Regions from separate parts of the Ovis aries genome. Here region 2 is linked to region 1. Evidence: chromatin contacts called from public Hi-C data. All regions are on one chromosome and are shown on one strand. The core of a region is the stretch at or near the end of the contact, and the rest is flanking DNA. Distances in the headings are between cores, read along the strand shown. Region 1 holds the start of ZNRF2 (zinc and ring finger 2). Region 2 has its middle 40 kb from the start of MTURN.

Region 1 (6,446 bases), core at 1,814-4,313:
AGCATCAATTCTTTGGTGCTCAGCTTTCTTCACAGTCCAACTCTCACATCCATACATGACCACTGGAAAAACCATTGCCTTGATTAGACGGACATTTGTTGGCAAAGTAATGTCTCTGCTTTTCAATATGCTATCTAGGTTGGTCATAACTTTCCTTCCAAGGAGTAAGCGTCTTTAAATTTCATGGCTGCAGTCACCATCTGCAGTGATTTTGGAGCCCTCCAAAATAAAGTCTGACACTGTTTCCACTGTTTCCCCATCTATTTCCCATGAAGTGATGGGACCAGATGCCATGATCTTCGTTTTCTGAATGTTGAGCTTTAAGCCAACTTTTTCACTCTCCTCTTTCACTTTCATCAACAGGCTTTTTAGTTCTTCTTCACTTTCTGCCATAAGCGGGGTGTCATCTGCATATCTGAGGTTATTGATATTTCTCCCAGCAATCTTGATTCCAGCTTGTGCTTCTTCCAGTCCAGCATTTCTCATGATGTACTCTGCATATAAGTTAAATAAGCAGGGTGACAATATACAGCCTTGACGTACTCCTTTTCCTATTTGGAACCAGTCTGTTGTTCCATGTCCAGTTCTAACTGTTGCTTCCTGACCTGCATATAGGTTTCTCAAGAGGCAGGTAAGGTGGTCTGGTATTTCCATCTTTTTCAGAATTTTCCACAGTTTATTGTAATCCACACAGTCAAAGGCTTTGGGATAGTCAATAAAGCAGAAGTAGATGTTTTCCTGGAAGGTTGATGCAAATATAATTGTGGTTTCAGACCGTGAATTTTAAATCATCATAACTGGGCTCAAGCCCATCTTTATTAATTAAAATAGGAACCATTATAATCAATAATTTTTTCCGACAAGAAATAAGTTTGTTTATCCCTGTAGTATCAAAATCAATACTTAGGGATTCGATGAACTCTTGGAAAGCATTTCCTGCCTTCTGCTGGCTCTGGAAGCATTTTCCCTGCAAAAAGTTTTCGAGATGCTTGAGAAGTGGTAGTCGGTTGATGAGAGGTCAGGTGAATATGGTGGATGATGCAAAACTTCGTAGCCCATTTGTTCAGCTTTTGAAGTGTTGGTTGTGTGATGTGCAGTCAGGTGTTGTCAAGGAGGAGAACTGGGCCCTTTCTGTTGATCAATGTCAGCTGCAGGAGTTGCTGCGTTTGGTGCATCTCATTGATTTGCTGAACATACTTCTCAGATGTGTTGGTTTTGCTGGGATTCACAAAGTTGTAGTGGATCCGACTGGCAACAGACCACCTATCAGTGACCATAATCTTTTCTGGGTGCAAGTTTGCTTTGGGAAGTGCTTTGAAGCTTCTTCTCGGTCCAACCACTGAACTGGTCATCACTGGTTCTCATATAAAATCCACTTGTTGTCGCATATCACAATCCGATAGAGAATAAGAGAAGAACCTAATGTAGAAAAAGAGAAGACGACCCTTCAAAATGATGATTTTTTTTTCATTTTCAGTCAGCTCAAGATGCACTCACTTCTCAAGCGTTTCACCTTTCAAATTTGCTTCAGATGCTGAGCAACTATAGAATGGTTGATGTTCAATTCTTGGGCAACTTCTCATGTAGTTGTAAGCCTCTCAGTTGGTTACTGTCAACTTTCCATGGGCAGCCACTATGTTTATCTTCAGGCTTTTATCTAGTCTGTAAAACTTCTTGAACCACCACTGCACTGTACATTTGTAAGCAGCTCCTGGGCCAAATGTGTTGTTGTGAGTTGTCTCTGCGAACTTGAATAGAAAAATCGCTTGAATTTGCTTTTTCTCTAACATCATTTCCATAGTTGAAATAAATATAAACAAGTAATAAGTCAGCCAAAAACATAAAGCAAGAAATGTGCATTGAAAGATGTACAGCACAACCATATTTAAGAAAGTATTGCAATATCAAATGGAAACTTTAAACAATGCAAAAACCGCAATTGCGTTTGCACCAACCTAGTAGTAATTGACATTTTAGAGAAAGTACAGGGTTTTAAAGCAGCAGGTGCTGTGGCGATTTGATACAAACATCCCAGGTAAGGAAACTAACGTCCACAAAGGTAAAATGATTGCTTACACCTCGTTTTGGTCCCAGACCTAGATAGACCCCAGGTCTTATGAATCGGTTGCAGCTGTCTCCGTGCCACAGTTTTTGCTCTACAGCTGAAAATCATGTTGGATTATCTTTAGTTCTATCAACTCTGCTTTCTCCGCAGTCGGAGTGTTTAAATGGGATAGATCTAATTCAGATCAAGCTGCCTTCAGCCTCCTAGGTTCTTTCTTTTGTTTTCAGTCTTTTATTATCAGATTGGTGAGCTTCTGCTTTACTTAAAACACGCACTCGAAGTAACATCAAGGAGGAAGGTCGAAACCCATTCAAACGCAATGGCTAGGGACACAGGACCGAGACGAACCCAGCCCCAGCTGTAAAAGGTGAAGACTGCCCACTGTCAGGTCCAGCGTCCGAGGGACACGTGCAGGAGGAGGGGTCGTCTTCTGGTTGGCCCCCGGAGGAGCTCCGTCGCTCCAATCAGCGCAGGCCCCGCGGTGGAGAGGGGGCGCGCCCTGCAGGGGAGGGCGGGGTCAGAGACCTGTCCATCACCGAATCCGCGGGTGGCAGCACCTACCCCACCAAGGCACCTAGGCGAGACAGGGCGGGAGCGGGAAGGCCGCGGCGAGGGGGGAGGCGGGGCCAGGCTGGTGGGAGCCAATCCGCCCGGCAGCGCCAGGGGGCAGGGGCGGGGTCACCGTGCGCGACCCAAACACATGGGTTCGGGCGCACCCTGGGGCCGCGCTGCTCCTCCGCCTTCCGGTGCGAGGGCCGCAGTGCCTCCTTCCCTTCTGAGCACCCCCACCTCGTGGTCCAGACCCTACCCACCCCCCCGCCCCTCCTTCTCTGGGGGAGCGCGGTGACGGTTGCCGGGAAGCGCGCGCTGCCCCTCCCTCTCCTCCTGCGTCCTCTCCTCCCGCGCCACCCGTTTTTCCTCCTTCTCAGTTAATAACAGCTGGGTGGCTGGGGGAGGAGGGAAGGTGGCCCCAGCGGAGTCTGGGCGGGCACCTCCCACTCACCCGCGAGCCGCCGTGGGAGCAGGAGGATGGCGGCGGTAGCGGCGGCCGCCCGGGAGGAGGCGGTGCCGAGGGCCCGGGCGCAGAGCGCAGCGGCGGCGGCAGAGAGCGGCAGCGGCCCGTCGCGGCGCACCAGAACCGAAAGCAGCGGCAGCCGCGCAGCCACCTGAGCCGCCCCTCCCGCCGGAGCCAGCGATCGGCGCCCGCGGGAGCCGGGACCTCCTTCCTCTCCATCTCTCCTCGTCTCCTGCGTCCCCAGACAGGCCGTCGATCTCGCTCGTCATCCCTTAGAAAAGCGCGGCGGGCGCCGACCGCCCCCTGGGGCGCCGGGCGGCGGCCCTGGACGTGCGGGCTTGTTTCTGCGCCGGCCTCCGCGCCTCGGCCCTGCCCTCTCGCTCCTGCGCTCGCTCCCGCCCTCCCGGCGCTCCGGGCACTGTGCGCGGGCCCGGCCCGGGGCAGGGCGGACATGGGCGCCAAGCAGAGCGGGCCGGCCGCTGCTAACGGCCGCACCCGCGCGTACTCGGGCTCGGATTTACCTTCCAGCAGCAGCAGCGGAGGGGCCAACGGGACCGCGGGCGGCGGGGCGCGAGCCGCAGCCGCTGGGAGGTTTCCGGCTCAGGTGCCCAGCGCGCACCAGCCCAGCGCCTCCGGCGGCGCCGCGGCGGCCTCGGCGGCCCCGCGCAGCCGCTCCCTCGGCGGGGCCGTGGGGACCGTGGCGTCGGGGGCCCGGGCGGCGCAGTCAACCTTCAGCATCCCCAACAGCAGCAGCGGCCCGTACGGCTCGCAGGACTCGGTTCATAGCAGCCCGGAGGACGGCGGCAGCAGCGGCGGCAGGGACCGGCCGGCGAGCGGGGGTCCTGGAGGGCCGCGCCTGGTGATCGGCTCCTTACCAGCTCACCTCTCGCCGCACATGTTTGGAGGTACGGCCCTTTCCCTCTCTGCCTCCCGCGGGCGGCACGTGGGCCGCGGCTGCGCTTATTTTTACCCTTCTCCTTTTCTCCTTCAGCCCGAGCGCCGGGGGTTCGCCGCGCGGCCGGGCCGGGTCACCCCTCTTTGGGGTGGGAGGGAAAGAGAGAGGGAGAGAGCGCCTCTTAACCCCTGCAGCGCCGCTACCGCGGGACCCTAGTGTTTGGTTTTTGAACACCACGTGCACCCTCACCTCTTCGTGGCTTTCTCATACAGAAAGCCCTTGTTTGCTCCCGGAGGTGAAGGGAGCAAATATTGTTTTAAAAACAAGCGCAATAGCTGGTGCTTGTGGTTTTTAGTAGCAGGAAGTCAGGACCCGTTGCTAAATGTAGTTGTATCTGGTGACTCGAGTGGTGAGCAGTTTTTAAAGGCCAAAAGTCAGAGTCTCAAATGAACAGATGAGTGTTTGGAACAAGAGTTACCGCTTTTGGAGTAACTTATTGTAGAGCTGTAATTCTCATGTCTTGTGTCAGTAGTCCCACCTACTGTGTATGCTTTAATTAGGTGAATGTGTTAATAAAAAGTATGTTTTTAACCTCAGTAAACTGCTACTTTAGATAATGATTAATGTGAGTTCTGCTTTATTTGGACAGAGCATTAAAAAACTGAGAACTGTTTCTTAAGGAAAGAAACCAATAATCATTACAGTTCTGCCTACAAGATGCAGTAAAAGCCCAGGTGTTTTTGAAAAGCAGTGCTCGCTAGGGTTCAAGAAAGACCCTGTGAAAAATGGAAATTTTAGTAGCAAAACGGTATGTCTTTTTGGATTGATAGAAACAGGGGAGGGGTACCCCTGATGTGAGTAAAGCAAATTCGACCTCTTGAGTTGTTTTATGGTTTCTACTTTCCTTCAGAGCAGTTAATGGTAAATGAATTAAGACACTCCCTTTCCAGTTCATGAAGAGTAGATGTTAAATCTGGTTAGAGATGCAGACAATAGAAGAGAAACATTTCCATATCATTGCTTTCTTTACACATCATGATATTACCTACAGTTACAGTTGAGCACAGGTGAATAGTGAAAACACTTATCTTCTCTTTCTCTGCTTCCTTTACTCGTGTTTATAAATGTGAGAAATTTGAGCAGGCAGTTGATAAAGTGAAATGTTCAATAATGTAATTGCTCTGATGTTCTGTACTATCAATATTCACATTAGCACAAATTTAAAATGGAGGCGACATGTTTAGTTTCCCCCATCTTTTTAATACCTCTTTGCATATTCAAAATATAAAACAACTCTTTACTTTTATTTTAATTACTTGTTATAAAATGATTTTTTCTTTGTGACTAAAAATACTGACTTTTAAGATTGGCCCTTAAAACATTTCTTTTTGAGAAAAAGAACTAGTGCTGACTGTACTGTGATTTGTGATTCATAACTAACACAGCTGAAGGTCCTGTAGTACCACACCGAAGAATAACAAAAGACAGTTTCTTAAGAATGGGAGATTAGTGGCAAGGATAAAGGCTAAGCTGGTCCTAAAAAATATATATTTATTTTAAGATTAAAATTTGCATGTAGTTATGTCTAACAGCTTGCTAGAGAAAGGAAATCGGGAAAGGCTCATCAGATTAGTAACTTCTTTGGTATACTGATGGCTTAACTTTTTTTAAAGGACTTTGTTTTCTTTTAACAAAGTTTATCTGTATGGGTTTAAAGTGTTTCATCTGGGGGTGGGGGCAAATATTTGACACCTGTGCTATTCTTAGTGAAATAGCAGGTGAAGAAGATCTGGTTGCTGAAAGTTGGAAAAGTAAAGCATTTGTGTTTTAGGGGTTAGCATGATTGGGGCCTAGTGAAAGCACAGTGACACTGAGAACTGTGGCAGCGTTTTGGAACCAAGTCTCTGTAGAGAATGGAGCCCCAATGGCTTAAAAGTATCTGCTGTGTGCAATTAGTTAACTATTCTCTTGTGCATTTGGAATGTTTCTAGCTGTGTATCATTCTTAGGAAATTTGAGAAAACAGTCACTGGGACAATTTTGTGTTTGATAGTTCAGATGAGGGACTCTAGTTGAGAAAACTTGGAAGAGAATCAGAGAAATTACCTGTTCTTTCTAAATGATACGGACAGATCAAAGTGCCAGTACCTTAAATCCTACTTAAGACTGGGAGATGGAATACACTTGAGAGTGAAAAAGCATCTTTCTAGCAGTGTTTGTGTTAATGAGATTTTTTACCTATATTTCAGTAGTTGGGCTCATTAGGGAGACTTAATAGAACCCTGTTTGTTGTCATCCTGAGATTTAGGGAACCAGATGATAAATCTTTCTTTTTAATTTTTTAAACTCTATATTGAGTTTGTTACATATTGCTTTTGTTTTACATTAAAAATTTTTGGCCCCAAGGCATGTGGGATCTTAACTCCCTGACCAGGAATTGAACCTGCACCCTCCACATTGGAAGGCAAAGTC
Region 2 (6,518 bases), core at 3,220-5,719, 120 kb before region 1:
CCCGCTGACCTGGGGTGAGGGGTGAGGAGCAAACAGTCCTGTCTCCCGTAGTGGGTTTGGCCACCTGATCACTTTGGAAACTCCAGAAATACATCCCAAATAGCTGACCCTCTGCTTTTCCTTTTAGTTTCATAGTAGGCAAATACTTAACTTTGAAATACTTTCCCAATTTCTAACCTACATTTTTCCCTTTTCTGGAGCAAAAAGCAATGGTGTTCTTAAAAATCTGAGGAGGCTGTAATTAGGCAATCAAAGAATAAAGTCGGCATTTCCTATTAGGCAGCATTTAAAGGAGCAGAGAAATTTTCTCCTTGTTTTCCAGGAAAATATGGCACCCACGCAGGATGTAAAAAACGGGCCGTAAAACAAAGTTGGTCCTTTGGGATGCTTTTTAATTGGAAGCCTCTAGAGGTCAGCACCACATAAAGAAAGGGTTTCCTGGTGCTGGTGAGGCTTTCCCCCATTTCCATGTGGAGCCTTTGGGAGAGGCGAGAAAGCAGACCCCCAGCGTGGCACGAAGAAAAGAGCGAGCAGCCCAGCTATGCATAGGAGGGAAAGGTGTAGAGTCCCTTCTTTATACATGAATCCTAGCATTTGACCCCAGTTGGTTTTCTTCCTTTCTCATCCATCTTTCTCTGCAGCTCCCCCACCCCCATACGTACACACTGTCAGCTCAATAAACACGACTTATTGACCGATCAATGAAGCGTGGCATTTAGTTCCCTCTGAGAAGGGCTGGGGAAGTGCCAGAGAGGAGATGGATGGCATATTTCATTTTGTTCTGAGCAAGGTGAAAGGCCGCTGTGTGTTCTGAGGTAGCCCAGGCCTTTCTGGTGATCAGCTGGCAGGCTTTGTAAAGCCTTGTTGCTTCCAACCCAACTTTAGGGTGCCAAGGACGGGTCCCAGCAGGTCTCAAGTCAGGCTCCCTGAGGCCTGCACAGACCAGGGGTGGGTGGGGAAGGATTTGCGCATCTGTAGAACATCTGGCCAGAAGGTACTTGGGAGCCCCTAAAAACTGGTCGGGGCTCCTGGGAGCCCTAGGGCACAAGATGCAATAGCAGCACAGAATGTCACAGACCACCGGAGGACAAAGCCAGAACCAGGGCAGCCTGGGGGTTCCCAGTGGCTCCCAGAGTTGCCCCAGGGTTTCCTTTTAGCCCAAGAAGGAACAGGAAGTCCTTTCCTTCCCTCTCTCCCCATTTCCCCCCTGTTCAGCTTTTTATTGTTTCTGCTGCGTTAGGTCTAACTCACATCACAGTCGTGGGATTGACATTTGTCCTTTGCTGGGTGACTTGGCTGAGCTGGGACCCCGTTCCCGAGGAGGGAGATTGGTGGAAAGGACAAAAAACATGTCACAAGCATAGTGGAAGCCCCTGCCGCCCTGAGAAACATTTTAGCAGTGGCTTAACAGCAGTCTCGCTACTACCGCTAGATCTCAGAATGATGTTCCTTGATTCTGTTGAGTGTGGACAAGGTTTGAGGTTACCTGGCTCCCCAGTGTTGCTGCGTCCTTTGTGAGTATGGAATAGCCTGAGGAGGTTTCGATCCTTCTCCTATCAAGCAAATAGTTCTAAGTGAATATTACCCCAGCCGTGTGCACTGTTATGTGTGATAGTTTATTTTAACAAACTTTATAAAGCCCTTTCTAAGTAATGGGCACTGTACTAAGCTCCTTTAGACTCCTACAATACTTCCAACAAAAGGTAGATGTTATCATTGATATCCCTACTTTTTAAAATCTTTCTGTATCTCAAGGTTTGCTTTTTTAAAATTTTATTGAAATATAGTTGATTTACAATATCGCGTTTAATTCCTGCTTCCAGCAAAATGACTCAGTTACGTACACACACATATATATGACTCAATGGACAGGAGTTTGAGTTAACTCTGGGAGACAGTGAAGGACAGAGAAGCCTGGTGTGCTGCAGTCCTTGGGGTCAGAGAGTCAGACCCAACTTAGCAACTAACAACAACAATACACATATAATTTCTTTTTCATATTCTTCTCCATTACGGTTTATCCCAGGATAAATATAGTTCCCTGTGCTGTACCATAGGACCTTGTTTATCCATTCTATTATATACTAGTTTGCATCTGCTAATGCCAAATTCCCAATACTTCCCTTTCCCACACGCCCTCAGTAACCCCAGCATCACTGTGTACTTCTCAGGTGTGCGGATTGGAAAACACTTCAAAGGCAAATTCCATCGACTCTGAGTCTCACTTGCTGGTTTGGATGATCTCTGCCGTTGTTTCCTCCATTAATGTGGGGGAAAAAAAGCCGGCCACATCACATCCCCTAGAAATGTTGGTGCCTCAAACCTGCTTTTCCTGCTTCTGAGGTCCCCAGTATCCTACATAATCCCTCATGGTTCGGATCCTGTGGGACCCAGCAAGCATCCTCGCTGGCAAGTGGCTCCAGAGAACTGGTGCTGGATCCCAGGAGCCGAGCTTTCCTGTTTTCCGAATGATGCTGGCATCAGACGAAGGAGCTGAGTCAACACCAGACCTTTGAGTGTAGGAATTCTCCAGGGAGCATGAAACTGCACGGGATCAGAAAGACAAGGGGACAGACAGTGTCACATGGCAATGAAGAAAAGAGGGGATTTGGATGTGCGTCTTGATTCCTACATAGCTTTGGTCTTTTCAGTTTTGAGTTTCTTCTGTTCAGAAATGGTACCGGCCACTTGGGCTGCAAGGGGCTATAAAAAGACAAACTCTTGAGTAGAATCAACTTAAAACGCGTCTGGAAAATGTCCAGTTTAACAGTTTCTGACTCCCCTAGGCCCTGTTATCAGAAATGGAAATCTAACAACTGAAGGGACACAAACTACACAGCCTCCCCCGACATTGCTCTGCGATGGGATTTCAGGTTGGACTTGCACTTGACCAGGGGCCCCTTACTGAGGACTTCCCCCCTACCCCCACCCTCACCGCACCCAGGCCTGGCTTTGCCACCACACCCAACGGGCCTCCACTCCCTCCTCTCCCACCTCACCTGCCACTGGGCCCTGTATCATTCAAGTGAAAGTGTTAGTTGCTCAGTTGCATCCAGTTCTTGGCCACCCCATAGACTATAGCCCACCAGGCTCCTCTGTCCATGGGATTTCCCAGGCAAGAATACGTGTCCCAATCTGCCACGGCACAGCCAAATTACCTAGCTCCATCCCACCCTGCTGCACACTACCTGCCTCACGTAATCCCACCCTGCAACATGCCTAGCCACCTCGGCTTGTACCTATGCACCCACACACCTACCCAGCTCCCATCAACCCACACGACATATGCCTATAGCCGTTACAGTGACCCTTTCTTAACAACTACCACTGCATCCCAGTCCATCCAGTGACATGATTATCTGCCTAACCACAACAATCCTGACCAAGCGTCTACACATCTCACTCAAAGATGCACTGGAGTGGGTAGCCATTCCCTTCTCCAGAGGATCTTCCTGACCCAGGGATCGAACCCAGGTATCCCTCAGTACAAGCCAGATTCTTTACCGTCTGAGCCACTAGGAAAGCCCTTTATCATTCAAACTTCATCTAAATTTAACATGGAGATGTAATGCAGTCCTTTCATAGACAACATTACTACTTCAGAAATATGTCCTTCATCTTTGCAAGTAGTCTTAACTCATAGGAAAATTCGTGAAGGAAAGCGTTATTTATATTGAACCCATGCCATTTCGTAGCTTTCTTTACAGTATGGTTGAAATTGGTGATTTGGGGACTTCCTGGCATTCCAGGACTTAAGACTATGCTTCCACTGCAGGGGGCATAGGTTCCATCCCTGCTCAGGGAACTAAGATCCCACCTGCCATGCAGCCAAAAAAAAAAAGCAAAAAGAAATTTGGTGATTTGGCAATACTTGGTGATAGAGCTAAACTCTCCAGTTCTCTTGATTTTCTCCTTCCTTCAAAGAGTATTTCTGACTCTGGTCAGCTCCCAAATGACTCCTGTAACCGGTTACAAGAAGTGCTTAGTAAGGGAATATGAGTGGCTTGGTGTAAAGCCCTTGTCGTGAAGGAAACACAAACCAGCACCCTTCTTGTGGTGAGTGAGAAGCATCTTCTTGACCTCCACCTCCCAGGATTTTGAAAAAAGGTCTGTTATCCATCAGTGAGCCAGAGCCAACATCCAGCTCAGTGCTAATGAACTCATCCAGCCCAGCCACATGGTCCAGTCCCTTCAGAACTCTGGCCAAACCTTTACTTAATGCACAAAAGCTGACTCCCGTGGATGCATTTCAAACCTTGCTCTGACTCCACACTCTCTAGCTCTGGAAAAGCATAAACAACGTTGGCCACATGCTCTTGAAAATCCCATTTGAAAGCTAGTGTTGGAGATTCCAGACAGAATTTTGACACAAGACAACAAACACTGAGTTAGGAATGCTGTTTGCCGCTTGGACCTCCTCTCCTGGGGACGGTCCTGCCTGCTGCCCCGGGAGAGCTTTACAGATGTGGAGTTGGGCCGACCAGCTGCTGGGAGATACAATGACCTTGGTGTGTTAGTTCATTATCAAGACAATGGCACTTTTGTGGATTTTCTAGAAATAGAACTTCTCATCTGGTGCCAGAGTGTGCTATGCTTTGGAGCAGTGATGTCACAAGGAGGCAGAAACTAGGGAACTGATCCTCTTGGCAGGGTGACTAATTCTGTTTCCCAACCTCTGGACATTCATCTGATGTCATTCATCTTCCCCACACCTGCCAGCCTGCGGGTGAGGAGAGAGCCACAGCTACAGACACAAGTTCTCATTTCTCTGGCTCTGATGCTCACTTTAGCGGTTCTCAGCCCTCCTCAGATTCACCCCAAATACCCTGAGGTTGGCCTCTGGGGTGTCTCATATGTGTTTGACTGGCTCATCTTTGGTGACACCTGGTGTTTTCCTTGCTGGGTGCACTCACAGCCATCCCTGCTAATGCTGCAAGACTCCCAAGTGGGAGCTGGTGGGCCAGTGTCCACAGACAGGCCCAGTTGTCCTAAAGGCGTCCACTTTGCTGCCACCACCTGCCAGTGTGGGCCCGAGGCTGCCAGCATGAGATAGTGAGACCCTGGGTGTGTGGTCCAGGGTGCTGACCCCAGGGAGGGTGCTACCCAGGTGACAGCCCTGTTTTTATTTATTTTTTGTTCCAGCCATTTGCTGACGGGGCATGAGTCCAAAGAGTTGGACATTGCTTTGAATGACAGATGAGGAATCACTTTTTCATCCAGCCTTTCCTGCTGTCGTCCTGGAACCCAGTTTGTGAGCCTGACACCCTTCCCAGGAGAGGATGCACGGCACAGGTCTTCTACCCCATGATCCCTGGGTGATCCTCCAGGAAGTGTCATCCGCAGATAAGGTAGTCATGAAGCAGCCCTGGCCCCAGACACGTCCTGGTGGGAAGGCAAGGATATATGCTGTGGCCCCTTCTACTTTCTGTGCAATTTCCAAGTCGAGAGAGAAGCTACCCCCCAACACAAGACACTCACTTTCTGGTGGCTTGTGCTGCTCTCCAAGGCTGCCTGGCTGCACACCATCTCTAGGAAGGCTCAGAAAAGGCCCCATTTGAGAAGGAAGGCTGGAGAGTAGGAAAATGGCTCATGTGCCTCCAAGCCAGCAGTGAGAGATTGATGTGACATTGTTCTATTAAAGTTTCTTAATCAGTGCAACCTACTATAATAGGAGCTATAGACTGACTAGCTTGTAAACAACAGACATTTATTTTTTACAGTTCTGGAGATTAGAAGTCCAAGATCAAGCAGATTCAGTGTCTGAAGAGGATCTGCTTGGCTCACGTGTCCTCACGTAGTGAATGGGGTGAGGAAGCTCTCGGGTCTCCTTTTAATGGCACTAATCCCACACGTGAGGGCTTTACCCTCACAATCTAATCACCTTCCAGAAGCCACACGTCCAAATACCATCACATTGGGATTAGGTATCCACATGTGAATTTGGAAGAACACAAACATTCAATCTATAGCATAAAGTCACCCAGGTTTCTGCATCTAGAACTATATATATTCAGCCCCCATCACCTGATTTCAGAGTCATAGGAATCCTGAAACTCGAAGGCCTCTTTTTCCAACACTCTCTGTTTAAAAGAATCTTCCATGCATCCACACCATTCCCCACCCTCCAGCCCCACAACTTAAGTCATCACTAAGGGGGTAGGGCACATTCCTGAAGTCCTCATTATGGCCAGTCCACCAGTGCTGGGTAACTGAGTCTATGAAAGCTCTTAGCACAACTGGCCTTTGGGATTCAATGTTCTTAGAACCTTGTTTGTTCCTTGTTCCATTTTCCTTTCCAATTGGTTCTCAATTCCTGCTCCTAGGATTGCACCCCCTTCTCAGTGCTGTACGGACATACTCTCCCGCTGCAGGCCTGCCCCTCTGCCTGTGGCTATTGAATCAGGCTTTGGTTCCCAGGAATGGTCACTCCAGTCATAGACTTGACCCTTCTGCTTTAGACCCTGTAGAAAATTGAGTGGCATTTCCCTGCTATGTTCAAAGATGCGGAACAGGGATTT

What was found. A called contact is a pair of places that touch in the nucleus more often than the background predicts.
Region 2: a contact with region 1 is called in a Hi-C map of hypothalamus, with 3 times the contacts expected there. The contact joins the enhancer-like site here to the promoter of ZNRF2 in region 1. A contact is called at or near these places in 3 of 16 Hi-C or Micro-C datasets (hypothalamus, liver and tail adipose tissue).

Annotation. Positions count from the first base shown.
Region 1 is chr4:67,586,753-67,593,198 of ARS-UI_Ramb_v3.0, reverse strand. It overlaps ZNRF2 (zinc and ring finger 2), which reads left to right and starts at 3,063. Exons shown (of 6, transcript XM_060414779.1): 1 at 3,063-3,985. The coding sequence starts at 3,532. It overlaps LOC121819405 (a long non-coding RNA gene), which reads right to left and starts at 4,120. Exons shown (of 2, transcript XR_006059637.2): 1 at 3,602-4,120; 2 at 1-2,564.
Region 2 is chr4:67,708,057-67,714,574 of ARS-UI_Ramb_v3.0, reverse strand. No RefSeq gene overlaps it. Among named protein-coding and RNA genes, the nearest start is that of MTURN, 40 kb to the left of the region's middle. Within about 2 kb of position 4,469, at least 9 of the 54 cell types and tissues checked have an H3K27ac peak or open chromatin away from gene starts, as enhancers often do. A contact at or near this core is called in hypothalamus, where this site is marked.